4 separate regions of the Mus musculus genome follow, and all the other regions are linked to region 1. The links are chromatin contacts, called in public Hi-C and promoter capture Hi-C maps. All regions are on one chromosome and are shown on one strand. The core of a region is the stretch at or near the end of the contact, and the rest is flanking DNA. Distances in the headings are between cores, read along the strand shown. Region 1 holds the start of Ccdc182 (coiled-coil domain containing 182). Region 2 overlaps Msi2 (musashi RNA-binding protein 2). Region 3 holds the start of Vezf1 (vascular endothelial zinc finger 1). Region 4 overlaps Msi2 (musashi RNA-binding protein 2).

Evidence for each region. Promoter capture Hi-C pulls out the DNA fragments that hold promoters and counts their contacts. Hi-C and Micro-C count contacts between places; a contact is called where the count stands out from the background.
Region 2: a contact with region 1 is called in a promoter capture Hi-C map of embryonic stem cells, with 2.9 times the contacts expected there. The contact joins the enhancer-like site here to the promoter of Ccdc182 in region 1. A contact is called at or near these places in 11 of 39 promoter capture datasets (the 3T3-L1 cell line, the HPC-7 cell line, cranial neural crest and 6 more), 6 of 484 Hi-C or Micro-C datasets (the C3H10T1/2 cell line, the HL-1 cell line, cerebellum and 3 more), 4 of 115 datasets of contacts at active chromatin or transcription factors (embryonic midbrain, extraembryonic endoderm stem cells, forebrain and 1 more) and 1 of 9 other capture datasets (adipose tissue).
Region 3: a contact with region 1 is called in a promoter capture Hi-C map of stem cell-derived epiblast-like cells, with 4 times the contacts expected there. The contact joins the promoter of Vezf1 here to the promoter of Ccdc182 in region 1. A contact is called at or near these places in 3 of 39 promoter capture datasets (the 3T3-L1 cell line, embryonic stem cells and stem cell-derived epiblast-like cells), 1 of 484 Hi-C or Micro-C datasets (embryonic stem cells), 1 of 115 datasets of contacts at active chromatin or transcription factors (pancreatic cancer cells) and 1 of 9 other capture datasets (adipose tissue).
Region 4: a contact with region 1 is called in a Hi-C map of nephron progenitors, with 2.9 times the contacts expected there. The contact joins the enhancer-like site here to the promoter of Ccdc182 in region 1. A contact is called at or near these places in 5 of 39 promoter capture datasets (the 3T3-L1 cell line, the HPC-7 cell line, cranial neural crest and 2 more), 3 of 484 Hi-C or Micro-C datasets (the HL-1 cell line, the N1E-115 cell line and nephron progenitors), 1 of 115 datasets of contacts at active chromatin or transcription factors (neural tube) and 3 of 9 other capture datasets (adipose tissue, liver and pancreatic islet).

What each region holds. Positions count from the first base shown.
Region 1 is chr11:88,291,741-88,297,024 of GRCm38.p6, reverse strand. Ccdc182 (coiled-coil domain containing 182) reads right to left here and starts at 2,982. Exons shown (of 1, transcript NM_028859.1): 1 at 1,764-2,982. The coding sequence starts at 2,929. The coding sequence ends at 2,471.
Region 2 is chr11:88,532,147-88,537,430 of GRCm38.p6, reverse strand. All of the region lies in intron 6 of Msi2 (musashi RNA-binding protein 2), which reads left to right. Among named protein-coding and RNA genes, the nearest start is that of 0610039H22Rik, 84 kb to the left of the region's middle. Within about 2 kb of position 2,945, at least 28 of the 459 cell types and tissues checked have an H3K27ac peak or open chromatin away from gene starts, as enhancers often do. A contact at or near this core is called in embryonic stem cells, extraembryonic endoderm stem cells and stem cell-derived epiblast-like cells, where this site is marked.
Region 3 is chr11:88,065,485-88,070,768 of GRCm38.p6, reverse strand. It overlaps Vezf1 (vascular endothelial zinc finger 1), which reads right to left and starts at 2,490. Exons shown (of 6, transcript NM_016686.4): 1 at 2,336-2,490. The coding sequence starts at 2,368.
Region 4 is chr11:88,457,521-88,462,804 of GRCm38.p6, reverse strand. All of the region lies in intron 7 of Msi2 (musashi RNA-binding protein 2), which reads left to right. Among named protein-coding and RNA genes, the nearest start is that of Mir378b, 110 kb to the right of the region's middle. Within about 2 kb of position 2,269, at least 29 of the 459 cell types and tissues checked have an H3K27ac peak or open chromatin away from gene starts, as enhancers often do. A contact at or near this core is called in the N1E-115 cell line and nephron progenitors, where this site is marked.

The sequences.
Region 1 (5,284 bases), core at 1,733-4,232:
GCGGCCACACTATGCCTGTAGATGGCATCCGGTTTAGGGACGAGGTCTCAGCTAGATGTGGCTGACAGATCCTAAGCCACACTCTCAAGCATGTTATCAACTATAAAGGTGACATTTTGTCTCCATTAACCTGTCCTTTGTGTTCATCCTCAATTGGTGCTTAATCTGCGCTGGAAGAGGAGAGGTGGTGCTCATTAGGCCCCAGGAGCCCTGCAAAGGCAGAGTCTGTCCAGTGCCTGCCTGCAAAACCATGATTGGGCCTTCTCTAAAACTATCTCTGCTAAGGTCCCCAGGTCCTTCTTTCCTGTACCTGCCTCAGGATCATCCGGCCTCCCCCACGCTCTAGCCGTGCTTCCAACGGAGACCTCTCAGAATGTCAGACCAAAACTAAACATAGGTGGCTGCAGATGTGGTCTTGCTGGCACCAATCACCTAACCTCCTCTCAACCCACTCCTACCCCCCCCCCGCACACACACACACACACACACACACACACACACACACACACACACACACACACCATGTCTCCTCAGCAAGTACACCACAGGCTGTACTGTGGGAGACTAGAGTCCTCTCCTTTCGAGTGAATGCCTTTAGATCCTGTTTCCTCTACATAGATAGGGTAGACCTCTAATAACCTTCCTAGTTCTGTGTGTGTGTGTGTGTGTGTGTGTGTGTGTGTGTGTGTGTCTGTCTGTCTGTCTGTCTGTCTGTCTGTCTTCTGTCTCTTTCCAGGGTTTAGTGGTCTGGGACTCTCCTCTAAGAAACACTCCCTTCTTCCAGAGCTAACCTCAGCAATTTCAGCAACGTTTCACCTACACTAAGGGGCATTTATCAGAAACCCATAAAGCTTTCCAGAACTCTCCAGGACAGCTAAGAGCACAGGCTCTAAAAGAGCTAGCTAGTGCTAGGTTCAGATCCCCAGTCAGCCAGCTTTGATCTTGGGCAAGTTACTCAGCCTAAGTCCTCATGATGCTGAGGTGAAGTATGTGGCAGCATATACCAGGCCTGATGACTCTCAGCTATCGTGGGATTATCAATACTACTGTTGCTGATTGAACTCAGTTGCTACATCAGCTAAAGTAGAGGAGAAGCTGCCTATAGTTAGAGCAGAGATACAGCCCTTCTAGGAAGACGGTTGATAGCTGGATATTGTGCTTAGCCAAGGGTCGCAAGGTCCTTTGGCAGAGGCCGACTCAAGGGGACCCAAATATTTGAATAGAGGAGGAGAATGAACAAGACTGCACCCGAAGGTCAGAGGGCACTCACCAGGTTGCAAACCCTGGACTAGAGACACCCAACTGCTCAGTGTCGCCTCTGGCCACCAGACCCCAAAGACTTGATGTGTGGCAGCCTTTGGGAGGGGCCGGAGAAATAATATATGAATCGGTGAACCCAGGGCTGATTGTAAACACAAGTCACAGTGACTGTTAATGGCCTCGAGACACGCAAGTGATTGTTCCAGTACCCCAGAAGGAGCCAGTCCAAAAACAGTCTGATTGGTTCAGGGGATTGTGAGCCTGCAAGACTGTAAATGATTACACACTCGGGGCCTGGGCTTGGAGCACTAGCCATTTGTTAACACAGAGAGAGCACATAAGAGAGTGTTTGGGGTTTGCTGGTTAGTTGACTATTTGAAAAGTGCTGTCCTGCCCTCAGGAGATACCTGTGGGGGCAGGCAGTAATGGGGGGGGGGGAGAGCATTGTTTGATACATGGCCAGACACCCTAGCAACTACTGTTCAGAGAGTCAAATAAAGGTGTCAGTTTCACTGTTTTATTGTGCGAACTTATAGATGTCACCTTGAGTGCAGTGGCGAGCCGAGAGTTCCACCATCAGAAACCTAACAAGGTTCACCCCACGGAGCAGCCTGTCTTCGGGGTAAATGGAGAGGAAGCAGAGTTGAACCAAAGCAGTAAGGAAAAGAGAGGACCAATAGTCCAACTATGCAAGCAGACTGAAACGGCGAGGTCAGGAATTACACAAAGCCGGCCGTCTGAGTCCAGTTCAGGATGCGGGCAAGCCCTCTCTCTCACTAAGCCCCCAACCTGTCTCGGTATAGAACACACACTGACAGGTCTCAGGAAACCAATTGTGAAGTGATAAATCACGAAAGCCTGGAGTCATTAAAAGAAAGGTTAAATCTGTTCAACACAACCAGTTTAAGAATACTCAAGAAAAATGCCCCTACATCCAAGCAACCGTACCATTACAAACGGGAAACAGTTCGAGGGGATGGTTACAGGTCTGACATAGTGTCTGGGGCCTCCTTCCTTGACGAGGCTGGATAAACGGAACTTCACCCGAAAACCATATTGAGGTCTTTTTTGCCTCTCTGCATGGTGTTATTTTGGTAGCAGGAAAGCAATAAAAATGGGGCAAGGGGAATAAATGGGGACTTAGCGTTTGTCCTTCCATTAAAAAACAATCTTGCCCGCCAGCTCGGGCGCACACTCGGGCGCGGGCCGCTCAGTCCGCCTGGCTCTTCCTGATGGCTCGCAGCGGGTTGTGGCTCCTGACCAACATGTTCTCCAACCGCTGGCAGTGTTCACGAAGCTGCTTCTCCCGGGGCAGGAGGAAGGTGAGGACCTTGTTGCGGACGATGCCTCGGTCCTCCTCCTCCCTCAGCCGCTGCTTCACTCGCGCCGCCTGCTCCTCCTGCTGTGCCAGGACGCCACTCATCTGGCAGAAGGCGTCCTCCAAGTAACGGATGGCCTTCAGTGCCTCCTCCTTGAAGTCCTCCAACTCCCTTTGTACCCCGGCCACCTTCTGCTGTAGGATCTCCAAGTCGGCCGGCAGAGGGAGGTAGGAGGGCCATGACTGAGACAGGGAAAGGTCCCCAGACTGGAGCCCGCTTTCCACCATCTTCTTGCCCTGTAAGGTATTCACCTTCATAAGAATGGACCCTGCCTGAAAGAGGGCTTCCATTATCTCCTTCTGCAGAGAGGAAGCCAAGAAACTGAGTCAGAGATTTGGGAGCTAGAAACACTATCACTTGAAGTCGTTGGACCCATCTCATTGTGACATCACGACCCTTCAGCCAATCAGAAAGAAAACCCCCAGTTCACTATTTTGCATATTGTTGGTAACCTACAGATTTACTGCGCTTCCCAAGTCTCCTGAAATGAGGCTTTTCATTAATCGGTCACCCAGTCAGAACTGGCGTTCAAGCGTTCCTTTAACCCCGAGGGCAAATCTGAGGGAGTGGAGAAAACTGGCTAAGTCAAGGCAAGCCAGGTCAGGTTCACAGGCTGCCAAGACCGAGCAGTCTCCTACCCCATAAGGAGCACAGCTGATTTCACGGCCTGGTGTCTGGGCTTCCTCGGGCTCACCAATAGGACAAAGGCATTCTTAGAAATGATGGTGCAAGATGCTAGAGGAGTAATCCCATCCCATATCCATATTCCCGCAATGGCCAGATGATGCCAGAATGCATAGGTGATCGACTTACTGTGATAAATGTGTGTGCTCTTAAAGGGTGGTTCACAGAAATGCCCGAGGGATAAAAGTGAGCCGTTCATATTCATTCAGTTAAAACTTCCCGGGTGCTTGCCGGATTCTGGAGCTAGGGAATGAGTGTAAGTAATGTTTCCCAACGTTCCTGGATGGTGGCAGATAGGAGTCTGTGGATACGGGTAAATCGTGTGGTTTTGCCTGGTTACTCTAACAGAGGCAAATGTTCCTAGCCACATGTGGCTCAGTCCAAAACTCTGCCTTTGTATATTGCAGTCTCTTGCCCAGACCTCCCACTGGGACTCCAAACATAAACGCCCCCCCCAACAACCGACCTTGAAGCCAATCCATCTAGAGCTAGATAAATTACCTCTTCAAACTGGTTCCTGCTCTCCTATCCTACCAATGACCCTTCCTGGGACAGCAGCCACAGCAGCATCTAGTGCCAAGTTTTAAATGTCTGTCTCCTTCCCACCTCATGTTGAAACTGACATCCTATCAGCGTTGAGAAGTGAGGGGCTTTTGAAGGCAGAGCATATCAGATGGATGGTGTCATCTCTAGAATGGGGTTCATTACCGTAATCATCTCTGCTTGACCCCTTTTCTGTTTCTCTTGCCACCTTTGCCTTTCTTCCACATGGGAAGGCATAGCATGAGAGTCCTCACCAGACACCAGCTCCCTGATTTTAGACTTGCCAGCTTCTGGGATTACAGAATTACAGGGAAACAAATGTTTTTGTTGTTTTGTAGATCTCTCAGCCTCTGATATTTTATTTTGTCACTGTGGAACAGCACAGAGTAAGCTCCCGGGGGTTAAACTAGACTCTGCCACTTCCAAGTGACCTCGAAGGCTGTTGTTAGGTCTCTTATCTCTGAGCAGCCTATCACCCACCTTCCCGCACTGGAGTCCAGGCTTCACCACTTAGAAGCAAGGTCTCACTGGTAGATCACCTTTCCCCCTAGAGACCCTGTTTTCTTCTCTGCATTTCTGAGAGCTGTAGTACACAGGTCCCTGGGAGAGAAAATCTCTCTGATGGGCAGCTGCTGCCGATTTCCATCGTGTAAACACTCCCAGCAAGGTTAGCTTCAAGCTCCCAACTTGCTCTCTCCCAGAAGTGAAGAACCATCCTGAGCCTGGATAAGTCAACTCTAGCACAACAGGGCCCATGATAAGGGCTGCTGCCTTCTCTGAGACATTGACTAGCTAGTGGCCTCAAGTAGTCATCAGAAGGGGGCATATTGCAGGGACAGTTGTAGCTAAATGGAGGTGAAATTCTGAATTGCAAGAAACTCCATTTACTGAGAAGGAATGTTGAATGGAAAAAGTGGTTACTTTTCTAGGAGCCAGGAAAGCTGGAGTCGGGAACTGCTGTGTGGCCCTACATCAGTTGTCTTCCCTTGCTGAGCCGCCCCCCCCAACTGTGACATGAGAGATGGGCCCACGAGGCCTTCCATACCCCTTCCCCCCAATTCTCTTCCTTCTGTCTCTTATAACTGTTACCTGGGTCTACCATCTGCTTAGGCACGGTAAACTCTGGCAAACAGAGATTTTTGAGTCCCTTAACCTGTTTACCCTCAAGTGTCCTGCCTGCTGCCCCACAAACAGTGGTACTCAGAAGAAATGGAATTTCGGTTCATAGGTGGCTCTCAAATGCCAGGCACCCCTAGCTTTTCTGCTGACACATTGACACCTACTGGCCTTCAGAGAAACCGCAGCCTGGGAATTCCACCTAAGAGTGGGTGGGGATGGGGAGCAGAAGGGAGCAGCTTGGGGTCTGTGGGGTATTTAACTAGGGCCTTGTGCCTGTTGGGTTCTCCATCAATAAATAT
Region 2 (5,284 bases), core at 1,696-4,195, 240 kb before region 1:
TCTGCTGCTCCGGATGGATGTCACGCCTTCAAACACACGTTCTTCTGTGGTTGTTCCTTCCCTGGGCTCCGGCAACGACCTGAGGTCCTAGGCTGCGCGTCTCAGAATTCACTCTAGTCCTTGTGAGTGGAGCACTTCAATCCCTGCTTATGGTTTGGTGGCCTTGACTGTTCTCCACCTTTGCTAGGACCCCTGGCTCTTTTGCCATCTGGGAAGAGTGAGTCTGGAGCCCCCAGCATTGTGGATGTGGTGGTGGGGATGGCAGGCAGATTTGGAGGAACCTTTGATTAGGACCAATAGTTTTAAGATGACTTTTGCTCTTGGGGAATTTCCAGTATGAGTAAAGTTAGAGGCTCCTGGGGTTTTGAGAAAGCTGCCTCTACTAAGCCTCTCACAGTTTCTGTTTCTGAGACCATTCTCCTCCCTGCCAAGCTTGCCCCTTGCCTAGTGGTCATGCACCAGTCCCGAGCTCTGGTCCCACTATCTCAGTGCCCCGTTTCCCTCCTTGGCTGGTCATCATAGTCAGAATATCTAGCACATTCTTCCACCTGGCCTTCTAGCCTTCACAGTCCAGTCATGTCTAGCTTCCCTCTGTGACTTCTGTCTCACGGTGCCATCCACTTGCTACAGTCCCGTCACTGACCCCAGTCCAGATAGCATGGCTGAAATGCCCTGTATCGATAGCTCCCCCGTGCTTGTCAAACCCAGGTTGCTCCAGCCTTCAATGAGTTCTGTTTAGCCATCCTCCTTGTGACCCACACAGGATGTCTGGCCACACTCCCATGTTATTTCTTTGTCATTTTCTGGTTTCTTAATCTAGACACCACCCCAACTAGCACCAGTGGGTATCATTGGTTTGCTTGGTCTCCCTGGGTGTTTAGTTTGGTCAGTGTAGCTGATCTATGGATATCGTCAATACACACCTTCTCGGCTTGGGATGGGCCTGTTTCCTTGGTTGATCTATTGAAGGATGACAGGTGAGGATGTTGACTATGGGAAGAAGGCAGAGGCATGGGGGTGTGATACAACAGCAGAGTTACTGGACAGATGGAAGCAGATGAAAGGAGTGCACCCCCTTTTGGAAGTGTCATGCCCTAAAAAAAGAAGATCAGAGAGACTAAACATAGCTAAATGTGTTTCTCTGAGGAATGATACGAGGAAGATGTAATTTGTCACCGGTACATGTCACTTCCTAGCTGGTGCTCCTTGGTACACACTCATAGAAGGCCTGGCGGTTCGTGGTAGGCCAGTGTGTTTCTGTTTCTTTCTTTTCTCTTTCTGGATATGGGTCCAGAGGGCAGCTTTCAAAGGACCTCCGGCTTCCGCTTGACAAGAAGATGATGGATCTTGCCAGAAAGTCCTTAGTTCTGAGTGGAAAACATTGCTTGGCTGGCTGGGACTGTGGTTCACTGGTAGTGGTAGAACTCTTTTGTACCCCAGCAGGCCACAGGGGGTTCATCCTTAGCAAAGAGGGGAGTGGGGGGAAGAGGGAGGGAGGGAAGAGAGAGAAAGAGTGAATGTAAAAGAGAACAGGGATCCATTGTCAGGCAAGACAGAGCCTGTGATCCTGTCCCTAACATGACAGTGTGACAATGTCTTGAACCCTCTTGTTAAATGGTGTCTCCTTGCTTCCTGCTGGCAATTTCTATTTTATCCCTACTGTCCCCGTCTCCACTGCCCTGACTTAGACTACCTGAGTGTATCCCTTTTTTGATGGAGCCTCCAGGAATAGTTTTAAACATAAAGCTACTGCCTGTTCTGCTGCTGTCGTCTTTCCACGTAGTACAGTGAAGGACTGCTTCTGAAACCTAAGCGAAGATGCAGAGGAAGCATTTTATAGGGACACGAGCCAACAGATCCCAGACACCAGTCTCAAAAGCAGAGATCCAGGGCGGGGCTGTAGCTCAGCAGTAGAGTAGAGCCTTTGCTTGAGTGAGGTCCTGAGTTCAAACCCCAGTGCTATGAGACCAAGCCTCAAACACACACAGAAACAAAACACAAAACACAGAGACAGTTCCCCCTCCTGGGCTCCTTTCTTTAGTGAGGAGGTGGGCCATTGTCCTGGTTTCCTCAGAGGCTGCTTTGGTGTTCTACTACGATAAGACTAGTTGTCCTTATTGAATTTGGGCTCTCCCCAGATCCAGTGGAAGACAGGCAGATGGGCATGGAGGAGACTGCAGCTCAGTGTGAGACAGCTACCTTCTCTGGCCTGTCTTTGCAGAGGCTGCAGAGCCTACCTAGGCTACCAGAGCATCCCGGTGGAGGAGCTGAACTGAGTTGGGCTCAGTTAAGCTAGGTCCCCTCCCTGGCTGCCTCCTGGACTCCTATCCCCACCCCACAACCTCAGTCTTCTCAAGTTTGTGGCCCTCTGAGCAGCCTGAAACTGGGGTGTCCTTAGCCGTGCATCAGTTTCTTTAAGCCTCCAAGAAGGCTGAAGAACATACAGCTTTATTACGGTCTGCTTTTAGAGACCATTCGCTCAGCTCTGAGCCGGGAGAAGGTTTCCAGGGTCTATTAGGCAGCAAGTGCTTTGATGGCTTTGGGAATCATAAGGTTGATTTGAAAAATTGCCACCTAATGGCTTACAACTGGAATAAATTTCTCGAAATTGGACCTTGGAGGGAGACTTGGGTGCACATGGTGGGGAGCCTGTCCCCAGTGCACCACACTCCACACTGGGCGAAGGTGCTATTCTCTGTGGCCATCGGGGCCAGGAGTCCCTCTCTAATTGGGCAAGGGACCCTGTCACTCTTCATTTCTCAATTTGGACCCAACATTTAGTGGCAGCCGCTGTGGGGAGGCTTCAAACAGGAATTTCTCCCCACTGGCCTTTAAAAGACCAGGGCCTGAGAATTCTTGAAAAATTAATGGGGTCTCTGTGGGTTCTTCCCACTCGCTGGTAACCCGGCCTCTCCCAGGCCCGCTGTGGCTGAGCGGCATAATGGCCTCCCAGCAGCCGCTCTTTTGTATGCAAATATGACCTAAAGAAGTCCGGGAGGCAGCGGGCCATTGTTGCCAGAGACTGAGATTTCAAACAGCCAGGAGGCTTTAAAATATTCCAGGCAGATATTGAAAATGTCAGCAGCAGGTTTTTTTTCCCCTTCCTACTTACTTCTTACCTAGATCCTCTTTCCCTCCCACCTCCCTCCCCATGCCCCCACCCCACCCCCCCATCCATAAAATATAATCAAAAAGCTGGTAAATAATTTAAAGAATTGCCTCAAAGGATTTGCACACTAGAAAGAGACTCCTTTGCTTGGTTTAAAGTAGGGGGAGACTGTCCCCCTCTCCCCCCATGATATTTAAAATATTCAGGAGTGTCCCACAGGGTCTTGAACTCATAAGTGCCTACATTTTTCACTATGTTCTCATCCCCTCTTTTCTTTATTGATTTTTTTTTTTTGGTTGCTGTTGGCAACATTTAGGTCCAACTTTCAAATGAAAGTCCTATTTTAGATGCTTGTCTTAAGTCAGACCGACTTGAGGTCTGTTACCTTCATCTGAGTTCCACGTCCCTGCTCTCTTGTCTGTGACTTTTCTTCCTATTCGCTCCTTTTAGAGGAACCCCTTACCTTCTGGGCAGAAGGCACTGGTAGCTTAGACGTGGGTGGGGCCTGTTGCACATTTACTTCTAGAAACTTCCTCAGCTAGGACAGGGCCACCAGGCTCACCCTGCTCACCTTGAGAAGGGAGAGGTGTGGTTAGGCCTCTGACTGCAATGGAGTCTGTATATGGAAAACTTCAGGCATCAACCTCTAGGAAGAACTGTGAAATGTGAGTGCATTTCTGCATTCCCCAGAAGTCCTGGAGGCAGGATATGGCTGGCCAAGGGAAAGGTGATTGTGGCTGGTTGATAGAGCCTGCACAAGTATTGGGTGAGTGAAAGAGAGAAGTGTATTGATGTAAGAGTAGAAGGAAGGGCAGGGGGCTGGTGAGATGGCTCAACAGGTAAGAGCACCCGACTGCTCTTCTGAAGGTCCTGAGTTCAAATCCCTGCAACCACATGGTGGCTCACAACCATCCGTAACGAGATCTGACTCCCTCTTCTGGTGTGTCTGAAGATAGCTACAGTGTACTTACATATAATAAAAAATAAATTAATCTTTAAAAAAAAAAAAAGAAGGAAGGACAGATGTCTAGATAGAAGGGTGGATGAAGGCATTTTGGGTGGTGGCCCTAGTCAATAAAGGTCACCTCCCTTCTGCCCTGGTCTCCTAGCTTAGCAACTGCTCCATACTGAGAGGATGGGAAGGGGACTATGGGTTGACACCAGAGGCCTTGTGTGATTTCAGGTGAGTTGAGAGGGTGTGTGCTTGAGGATGCTGTGAGTTCAATACATGATGTTCCTTAGAAACGCATCCCCCATCTCTGCAGCTGGGGACCATTTATCATTAGCACAGGTGGGAGAGGGAAGGCTCCTAGGGAAAGGGTGAGGACTCTCAGGCTCCTAAGATGACGCTTGTTTGGTGACAAATGAGGTGGCCTGACAAAGGTCTCAAAGCCTGGTCTGAGCACTTTGCACGCCTCCATGCTGGTTCTGGGTAGCACAGCTGAGGTTGGCACGGTCTGCCCAGACCGTAGATGGTGACCTGAGAGGAGTCCATAGCTCACCATGTCTCCTAGAGACACCAGACCACTTCGTGTTTTGTTTCTGTAAATGACCTTCTGGTGATTTCTTCATCCTTGAAAACTGGCTTTCCGTGACCCTTCAACATGGCTGCCCAGGACTAGCTCTCCCTTTGTTTCTGTCTTGGAGGCGGAAATAGACCTTATATAGTACACATTGTATAATGTACAAAGTTGGTCGCTGTCTAAGGAGAACTTGGTGGGTGTCAAGAACCCTCTTTATGCTCTGAAATCCAGAACAGCTCTGGCCTTGTCTCCTTCGAGGAGTCTGCCAGAAAGACAGACGTTTAGGTCCCTGCCTTGGCTCCCAGCTCTGGCTCTTTTCTTATTTTAAAGCCGCTAAGAAGGGAGACGTGCGAGGTCTATGATCTGTAAGCATAAAGGATTTTTAAACTAAACAAGAAAACCAATTATTTTTCTAACTGCTTTACTCTTTCAAATCTTTCACTGTAATGGAGATTTAGAACCCATCACAGTTGGGCTATTATTTCTGTGTAAACAGTGTCATGCCCTATTGCACCAGGCAAACAGTCAATTTTTTCCATTACACTTAGACACAGATGACGAAGGTACAGAGTCCATGGTCTGCCGAGTAGGTTTTAGTTGATGAGTGTGCATGACTGTGATTGGCAATGAGGAAAGGGTTAAGATTTTTTTT
Region 3 (5,284 bases), core at 1,241-3,740, 230 kb after region 1:
AAGCAAAACCAAGGAACCAATCAAACAACAACAACAAAACCAGAAATGTTATTTCAACACTCAGGGTGGTAGGATGTGGAACCATGAAATCTCCATTGCTAGAGGGTAAAAGATTCTGTACTGAAACAAATTAGCATCGGTGAGTCATCTCTCTAATGTCCTGTACGAATCACCCATCACATATTTTAAGAGCTACACTTTCACTTCCCACCGTGTTATCTGGTAAGCAGGCAGGTTATTAAAACTTGCTTAAAGATATAAATACAACATGGTGCTCCCAGACACAGAGTTTAACTCTGCATTTCCCTGGTGGGGATCTCTGAGAACTAGAACTGCATGTCTATTCCACCTTTCCATACGAAGGGCCTTCTTTATTCACTGTCCTCAGCTTTAAATTACAGCTCTTCAAAGATTTTTCACAGCACACACTGCATGTCCAGGATTAAATATGAGCTTTCACATCTCCTCATCAGGTGGAAAAAAATTAATAGGCTGGCATTAGCTTTATCTGGGAAAAGAATAGTTCAAATAGCTTTTAAAAGTATTTTGTAGGCTCTTTCAACTAACTTCCCAAAGATGAACTATGGGTTTCTCCTTCACATAAGGGGCTTGCTTTGTTCCACCTCCATCGAGTTTACAGACACCCAATGTAATATTGTTTAAACTGCGTCTAAAACTCATCAGTCCTTTACTGTCAAACGATCATTTGTAAGTAAGCTTTTTCTAAAGAAAGCATTTACCGTCTTTGCACCAACCCTCATGCCAGCTAGTTCCGTACTTCTTTGCCAATCCATTCTTAAGTTGACCATCACTTTCTTTTTTTTTTTTTTTTGACCATCACTTTCTTAACAAACTCATCAAAGCACAATAAAATCAATACCAGATTAAGGATGATAAAGTGGGACGTTCAGGAGTTGCAAAATCTTAAGAATTTCCAACTTTAGTAAGCCCATTTATTTCAATAATTACCTAAAATAAAAATGCTCACATTTGAAACATGTCTTAATAGGACAAGCCAGATTACACAATGGGTAATTTTGAATTCTCCAATTCCCCGTATTAACTCCACCGGGATGGGACCAGATGCGGAGAGTATAATCTTTTGAAGATTCTGCATTTCCAAAGGTCTCAAGCGCCCAAGCTACGCGTTTGGAATTTCACGAAGTATTTAGGAAAACTCCAAAGAGGGAGGCGGGAAGGACACATTTTAAAAACGACTAGCTCCCTAACCTTCAGTTCTGAAGTTTCTGCATGTGCTTATCTCTACTGCTCATCAATGCATTTGCAAACAGAAAGGAAGCAGAGGGGGGAAAAAGTTCCAATCAGGGGTCCCGCATTAAAGTGGTAGGAGAAGGGTATGGCTGAAGTATCCGCTAACATTAGCTTTGAAGTTTCTGGCAAAAGGAAAAAAAGAAGAAGCGAAGACCCCCATACTCCCTATGAGTGACTCATCTAGGGGCTTTGTAAGCGGACTTTGCGCTCCCTCTCCGCTTCCCGTCGCCCACTGGGCCGGAGCGAACGTTCGAGCGGGTCGCGGAGCGAGACTAGCGAGACACGCTCCGGGGAAGGTCGGGCCTGCAGGAGTCCCGGCCCCCGCCGCTCCCCGCCCCCGCCCGGCCCCGCCGGCTCGGGGATTCCCCAAGCTCAATGGGACCGCAGAAGCTGGACAGAGGCGAGGGGACCAGTTGCCAGGGCTCGCCCAGGACTTGGGCTAGGAGCGGAGAAAAGTTTGCAGAGGGGAACCACGCTCGCAACACCCCCCGTCGGGTCCACCCGAGGGGGCGGCGAGAAGGGGGAGTGGCGGCGAAGCCAGAGATACCCGCTATTCGCGGGATGTGGGAGGAGGGTCAGAAAGTCAACACACAAGCACACACACACAAAAAGAGAGAGGTGACGCGAAAAGCGCAAGCGAAAGATGGATGGGTACTCGGAGCGGGACCCGGAGACCCCCTCGCTGCGCCGCGCGGCCCCGCTCGGGCGCGCAGTGGCCGAGCGGCCCGCGCTCCACAGCGGCCCGGCGCCCTCCTTTCTCTGGGCCGCGGGGTGGTGACAGCGGCCGGCCTCCTCCCTTCCCCTTCGGGGCGGGAGGGAAGGGTGTGTGTGTGCGTGTGTGCTTGGGGGGGCCCGGGTTCACCCCGAGGCCTGCTTCTCCCCCGCACCCCGCGAGGCCGCCTCCTTTCACCTCGGCGGCCGGGCTCCGCCGGAGCGGGCGGGCGGAAAAACAAAGGGGGATTAAGGCCGGGCCGGAGAGCGGAGCCGGGAGGGGAGGAGCGCCCGCCCGCCCGAGCCCGGCCCGGCCCCCCTGGCCCCCCGACCCCCCCGGGGCCCCCAGATCCTGGAACAGGAACGCGGTCCAGTTGGCCTCCATGGCTGCGGCGGCCGACCCCCCTCCTCCCCACTCCCCCCGCTCGGGGAGCCTCCTCAGGCGGAGGAGGCGACAACAAAGCGGCGGCGGCGGCGGCGGCAGCGGCAGCGGCGGCTCCTCAACATGGCAGCGCCGAGCGCGGCCACTTCCGGTAACCTCCGGGACGCACCACCGCGGCGGCGAGCGCGGGCGGGGGGGGAGCCCCGGCCCGGCCGCCGCCGCCCCCAGCCGCTTCGACCCCCTCCGGGCGTCCCCGCCGCCGGCGCGCCGCCTCGGAGCTCAGCCAGTGCCCGCGGGCGGTGGGGTCAGGGAGCCCGCGCGGGGGCTGGGGTGGGGCCGGGGGCGGGGATGGGGTGCGGCGTCCCCCCCCGCGGGGGTGTGTGATGCTGCGGTCCGTGGCTCAGGCAGCTGGAGCAGGGGGAGCGCAGGAGAGAAGATGGAGGACGCCAGGGTCTGGCGCTGGCCCGCTGGGCACAGCTGGGCTGCCTCTCGTGACTCTGCCTTGGTACCCGGCGGCGTCGCGTCCCTCTCATACCCCCAGCGGCAGTCAGGGCTTCGGTTGGTCACCTGGCTGTTCAATCGGTCAAGCACATCACAGCTTCCACCTACGAACTAGGATGCTAGCTTCTAGTGTCCCCTACCCTCGGGTATTTTTATTCCTGACCAGCTAAGCCCTCACTCAGCGCTCTTGCCATCGCCCTTTGCGTGGTCTTCCAATTTGAGCAGGGAATTCCACTAGGGTACAGCCTTAGAAGCGCCTACTGTGGAGGGAAACACTTCCCACGCGTTCAGATGTCATTACTGGGTTATTCTTGGGTGACGGGACCGCTTTCCCATCTTTCCCTTTCATTCCAGATACAGGAAATACTTAAAAACCCCTCTCCCGCCAGGATTAAAAACAAACAATAAAAACGAATGAGAAAGTATAGAGGCAAAATATTTTAGTCTTTTAGTACATTTTTCAATTCCTGCAGCACACGCACACACAAGTCAGACTTCTGGTTGGACAGCGTCAGATGTCACTGAGGTGACCCCAGCCTGTTTGCAGTTCCCAGTCGTCTGTGTAGGAGTCAGCCACTGCTACTGGTTGGAATCTGTAGATCGTAAGCCCATATGATGTCTTGAATGTTTTCTATCCTTTCCTCACATAGAGGTAGCTACTGTGAATATCAGAGACAAGCTATTATTAAACATATATCTAGTCCAAAGAATCTGTGGTGGGGAAATGAGGGGGCAGGCTCCATCTATGATATTTTTATAAAATGTTAAAAAATAAAACCAACTCCTCAGATGTGCACATTATTTCAGAACTTCAACATATTTCAAACTGACTCTTATCCCCTCCAGACAGTTTTAATAAAAGACATATCTTCAACTTCATATATATGTATGTGTGTGTATGTATGTATGCATATATATATATCATATTCATATATATATGAATGACTGATTCAAAAACCATAGTTGCAAAATTCTATGGGAATAGAAACTGAAGAGGTATGGTAATTTGATGTTTTTCCAACCATTAAACAAATATATTTCCCTCCCACTCTTCCATCAGTCACCAGAATAAAGGGGCCAGGAAATGACAGTCTGGTTCCTTTTAGAGTTGACTTCCCATTAGATACTGCCTGAAGACCTTGGGTATGAAGGACAAGTCCAGCAGTTTGGATGGATCAGTAGCAGGAACCACCAGAGAACTGGTCAGCCTAAGACGGAGGGGGACAGAAAATGAGTTTCTGATATATCCCTGAGCTAAACTGCTACATGTCCCCTGGTCTGTCAGTCTCATTTGATGTTTCTTTCAGGAAGCGTATATATGTTTACATATACATGTAAACTGAGGAGAGAGCTAAGTTGCAAACCCAAGGAACAAGACAAAATATGTTCTTGCTCTGACCTTGGACATAGTATGTGCTTGTATTTTGGTTCAGTGGATACAAGTCTCTGCTTCTTCCCTGCCTTAGAAGATTCCCTTCAAGGTCTCTATGTATATTTGCTCTCTCCTCCAATGTATAGCCGCTTCTCTTTAGCTGCTCTTTGAAACTGTAATCAAAATAAAGCTTCAGAATTATAAAAGCTAGTACTTAATATGATTCTTATGCTAATACTGTGGGATTTCTTATACTTATTTTGGGATCTAGAAACCCCTTCCCCAGCAATTTTTCTCATAGCACCTCCCAGTAGTGTTTTCCCCATAAACAGGAAGTAGAGGTCAAGTGAAAACAGTTATTAGATTTTAGGAGAAATAGCTAATTATATCTCTATCCATAGGTAAAATCAGAATTCCTGATTGTCCCCCCAAAATCTTGCCTTAAAAAGAAAATTAACCATCTTTTTAAAGTTTAAGTTGTACTTTTAATTATGAGTGTGTATGAGTGTGTGTGTGTGTAAAGCAGATTCCCAAGGAGGTCAGAAGATGGTGTTGAATCCCCTGGAGCTGGAGTTACAATTTTTTTTTTTTTTTTTTTTTTTGGTTTTTGGTTTTTTTGAGACAGGGTTCCTCTGGGTAGCCCTGGCTGTCCTGGAACTCACTCTGTAGACCAGGCTGGCCTCAAACTCAGAAATCTGCCTGCCTCTCCTCCCCACTATGTACTCTTAATCACTGAGCCATCTCAGTCATCTCCTCAGTTCCAACAACATTATGATTTTAAATATTATTTTTCATTAAGGAAGAGTGTTTTCAAGTTCAGAACATGTACTCAAAAACAAACAAATTCAACTGTACAGGAATATAATCAAACCAAGCAGGATCAAAGAATTCATCCTTAGAATGGGAATATCTACCTTTAAGAGAATATTTTAAAACATAAACAAAATGAGTCCTCCTTCAAAGTCCTGTTTCCACAGACCTTATATTGAAGTTCAGTCAAGATAATAAATGGCTGCATACAGCACATTATTAAAATCAGCTTTCAG
Region 4 (5,284 bases), core at 1,020-3,519, 170 kb before region 1:
ACCAGACAAGGTTCAGTGGTGACGAATAAAGAAATGTTACTTTGCGAGCACAATCTTCTGTTACCAGTCACTTTGCAGCAGACATTCAATCAAAATGCTAATAGCGGCAGCAACAAGGGACCGTGGTTATTGTAATACTAATTGATTGGTTGGAGGGTGGGTTTTGATAAGTGCAGCTAAAGATTTCTGAAATATGATTCTCTTTAATTACTGGGATGCTAATAAAAAGGAACAAATGATTTAATGATGATTTCCGAGGTAATGGCTTAAAGATTTTGTTAGTTTAAAATGAGATATGGTGACTATGTACCATGAAAATAGAGCCCTGGTGGGTGGCCCTTGCCTTTGTCAAAACCAGGCATGGGATACAAGTCCAAAATGCTCTTGCAAGGCTCTGTGGGACAGTATCCAGGGGTTCTCCAAGGGTTGTTGGGGGTCTGATGGGTCTAGCTTGATGTTGCTGTTTTGTTTGTTTGTTTCTCCTGGACCTGGGCCTGTGTGTGCTGGCCCGTCTCAGTACTCTTCTAGGCTCCCCCAGCTGACAGTAGCCTGGGACAGTATCCCAGCTCCAGCTGTAGGGATCCATCCTATGTTTGATGGCCTTGGCTTTGTCATAGGCAGCCACTCGGTTTGGGAGCACTAGATACTATGGTCCAGGTACTGACTATGAGGAACAAGGTAAACCAAGTCCTAGTCTGCTATGAGCTCCTGTCCTCTGGGGAAAGGGGATGTGTACCCCATAATTTAAGGGTTGGGGCTGTAACTCAATGATAGTGCTTGCTTGTCCAGCATGCACAAGGTCCTGGATTCAGCCTCTACTGCCACTAAGAGGAAACAGAAACGATTTCTGGTACTGCTAAGTGCTGAGGAGAGGATGCGGCAGATAAAGGTGAGGGCTCGGCTCCACTCGGAGAGAGTGGAAGTGCTTGGGAGTGGCCTCTTTGAGGAGGAGCCATTTGAGTTGGGAGACAGAGAATCATGGGAAAGGCATTCCAAGGAGGTGAATTGGCAAGGTCTTGGCATACTGTTAGCACAGGGAGAGAGAGAGCCAGAGGCTTAGATGAGAGCAATAAACATGAAAGAAGGGGACAGGTTAGATCATGAAAAGAAGGTGAACTGGGCCAGGCTTATGTTTCTGCTCTCAAATGGCACCACTGGCCCTAACTGAACAGGAAGGTCCAGGTGCATGATGGGATATGGGGAGGACTGTTGGCCACCATTGCAGAGCTCCAGTGGAAGGCCAGAGAGGCCCGGGGGGGGGGGGAGGGGGGAGGGGACTAGAATCCAAATTCAGAGACAAGACCAAATATTACAATAGACTAGATTGGGGAGTTACTGCTCAGACTATGGACTCTTGGCAACTGCGGGCATGGTGTCATTGGTAAATTTGGTAGGTGGAATAGATTTTAAGAAGAAAATCTATTGTTCTGCTTGAAGCGCCCATGGAATCCATGTGGTGTTTCATAGATAGATGGCTATGCTAGAATTACAATAAGCCCCTCAGTTTTACCTAAGGAAGGGGCTATCTCAGGCAAACTTGGAATGGAGTCATTATCGGTGTAGAAAACAGTATAACAGGGAAATGTGGGGCTCACTTGGTTCCCCAAGCCCTTCACTTCTTCTAGCTCCCAGAGTTCCCTGGGTGTGTCTTTTGCAGCTTGTCCTGGGGATTACTGGACACTGGGCACTGCATCCAGAGCCCAGAAGTGTTACCGAAGTTGCAGAGAAAACAAGTCCAGGGCTCATGGCTGCATCTCTATTACTGTGCTTGGTCTCATCCTTCCTCCAAGGGTTCAGAGGGCTCCACAGGCAGTAAAGGTCCTGGGGAGACCAAAGCCCTGTCCACACCAGTCTTCTTTCATCTCCCGAGGGTCTCCAACTTCAAGGTCTTTACTGTAAAGAGGGGCTCATGTGGACCACAGAGGGCAGACCTGGGGTAGGTACCAGTGTGAGAAATTGGTGGTTTTCGTTTTTGTTTTTGTTTTTAGAGAGAGCAGAAATCTGATTTGTGTTACAGGGTGGGAGTAGGGGCCTAATTGGGGCGGAGAGGCGGTCCTAGCCTTCCTTTCAATTTGTCAAGCTTTCTTTCAAAAGATCTGCCAAAGAAGAAAGGGTAATTAATAGGCTTGAAGTCATTTCCGTGTGTCAGGATTTCTGCCTCGCTTCCAAGTGATAATGCTCGCCGGCTCCAGGCCTCTAGGGAGCCTTCCGTCTTATTAACTTGTCTGGGAGAAACGGGGAGTGGGGACAGCTTGGGCCAGTGGGTGACGGGAAATAAAGATTTGTGGTGTAGTGAGCTGTAAACACCAGGGCCCAATAAGTTGAGAGGAACATGAGGGGCTGGCAGGGAGAAAAATGCTCTCAGACTCCACTTCAGCAGGAAGTCACGGTCTCTGTTTCCTGGGTCTCACGGCCATCTGACCTTCTAAAAGATTCTTCAGTGTAACCCGGGGGAAGAAGAGCACTCTAATGAGCAGCGTGTTGACATGAAGGCATCCATGTGTGTGCACCTCATTTCTCCTACTTCCTACGGTTGCTTAAAAGAAAATAATCTCCCACTAAAATGCTGTTTGGACTTCACGGTAGATAATTCCCTCCAGCCCTGGAAGTGTGTGCCCACGCAGAGACCCCCCAGCTTTGGACTTGGTCAAAGACAGAGCTGTTACAGAGCATATATTAAGTGCCTAATTGCGCATGGCTCTGCCTGAGACTTGGCCCGTTACATGTGCCTGCTTCCTACCCTAGGGGTGTTTCTGGTCAGAGAAAAGAAGCTGGTGTCTGCTTTGCCACAAATAGGTTGTCTCGCGCGGTGCCCACTGCAGGGTAGGCAGTTTAGGTCTTGATTGTGTCTATGGAGAAGGGATCAAATTCTGCCTCCATTTCTGATTGTTCCTCACTGCCATAGCTTCATTAGAGCAGCACCTGGCCCTCCTTTTGGCCTCACCTCCTCAGCTGTAAAATCATCTGCCTTTATCTTCAAGAGAAAGAGAGAAAGACAGACTGGGTACATTCCGAAATTAATATCCACAGTCTACCATTCCTTTTTTTATATATATAAGATGATTGATACTCGGAGAAGTTAGGTCACTTAGCTAAGTGTGAGCTGGAGACTAAGTAGGAACCAAGCAATCCCACTGGATGGTTGGTCAATTCTGGACCCCCATGATGGGCTTATGTGCTTGGAGGAGTCAGTCCCCTACAGTTGGCCTTGAGGTTAGCTAACAAGGAGGCCCTACAGAATGGAGGGAGGAATTTAAAAGTGGTCTTGAAGTAGGCGGAAACTCTAACTGAGGAGACTCAGGAAGAGCTTGGCTTTGCCTTCTCAGTGTTTGAAACCTTGACACCTGAGCAGGGAGGGACAGCTTCTGACCTGGCCAGGGCCACATCTGGGAGGTTAGGCTAACCCTGCTGGCCCACTCCATCAGTGGCCTTACTTGGTAAACACAACTCTGCTAAGCCAGCTAGAGATCCCACCAGGACTGGGAGCCAATCCCCAATCCCAGATCCCCAATTCCCAATCCCAGATCCCCGATCCAGGAGCATCTTGAGAGCCCTGGAGGCGAGGGTGGAGCCTCTAGACTAAGCTCAGAGTGGGATTGGGTGTCTGGCTGGCAGCAAAGGACATCGACTGGCAAAGGGCACAGCAGCAACCTAGGGAGGGTAAAGTCACAGCCACCTTCAGAACCCTACAAGTGCAGGTGTCCTTAGTATGAGAAAAGCAGGTCCACATGGGGCTCCAGGGGGTATGCCTGTGACCCACATACTTGTGTTCTCATGGAGTCTAGGGAAGCCATGTTTGAAGTCTCTTGGGGTCCCAGGGCAGGAAATTGGTTTGTTTTCTTCCTTTAATTTTTTTTGAATCGTGTGCCTCTTTTTGCCTTTTCCTGAAGTAACTATAAACACAGCTCAACGAGGGCCAAAACCCAGCTGAACTCTCTGTTCCTTCTTCCTACCCTTCTTGCCTCTTTGTCTCGAATCTGAAGCCTAGCTGGCCATTGGTGGGAATTTTCCACCCAGCAGGAACAGCCACACAGGGCAGATTCGCTCTTGCTGGAGAGCTCAGAACAGGGCTGCAGTTTGCAAGGCTGATACACATGTGCACACTCGCGCGCGCACACACACACACAGAGCCCTCTGCCTCCTGTCAAGTCCCCCTCTCCTCTTTATTTCTGCCTTTCTGTTTTCCTCCTTCTCTCCATACCCATTGTCCCTGTATTGCACTAGGGATTAAACTCAAGACCTCCTGCATGGCAGGCAAGCACTGTACCAGTGAGCCTTATCTTTTTTCCATCATTTCATTTTTAGGGTGGGGGGTGTCTCATTAAGTTGCCTAGGTGGGCCTTGAACTTAACGATCCTCTTGCTTCAGCCTTGGCATTATGTTCCCACTTCCCAACTCTGTGTCTCTCTTTCTCTGCCGTCTCTTGTCTCTCTTATACATACACAACGCACAGGATCTCATTATGTAACCCATGCTGACCTTGAACTTATAGCAGTCCTCTTGACTTGGCCTTCTAAATGCAAGGATTGTAACCACGCACCACTCACCTGGTTCAGGTGACATTCTCCTGTTAAACCAAAACTTGTAAACTGAGCAAATAAGCAAGGGCTCCCCTTCCTATCACACTGCATGCCGATGGGAGATGTTGGTAGGCTGTGGACTGGGGGTGTACTCTGAGCCTCATGCAGTCTCTGGAAGAGGGAATAGAGGGATGTAGAGAGCCCGTAGATGGGGGCACATTAGTGGTAGCCTAAGGGGAGGCCACTGCTGAGTTGGAAGCCGACTTTCAGCCAAGAGTAGATAGACATCGGCAGCCCTGGCGGATGCTCAGTGTCTTGACTCTTGATGCACCCACCAGGTATTCACACACATGTGGTCATCTCTACCTTCCTCCCTTGCCCCTACTGATGCTTCCCACATAGCTTTCAGGAACAAGATTATGATGTTAATAACAAGATGTCTGATAGTGTCAGGGACTTCCACTGGGCTCCGAAGGTGGAGACCTTTACAAGATGCAGATGCAAGGCTGGAAACAGTAGGCTCTCCAGCTAGGGCTCAGGACAGATGTTCATGCTAAATGCTCCTGAGAGGAAGAAGATCAGGCAGGAGCTGTTTCCTCCAGGTCCCACCTCGCCCCTGTCACCACGGCCAGGCCAGCATCTCACCAGAAGTGCTGGCTCCCGTCCTCACTGCCCAGAGCATCCGACATCCTCATGTTACAACAGAGAGGCCTAGCATCCTATGACCTAGCTCCACAGGACCCAGGCACATGACTGTCTGTATG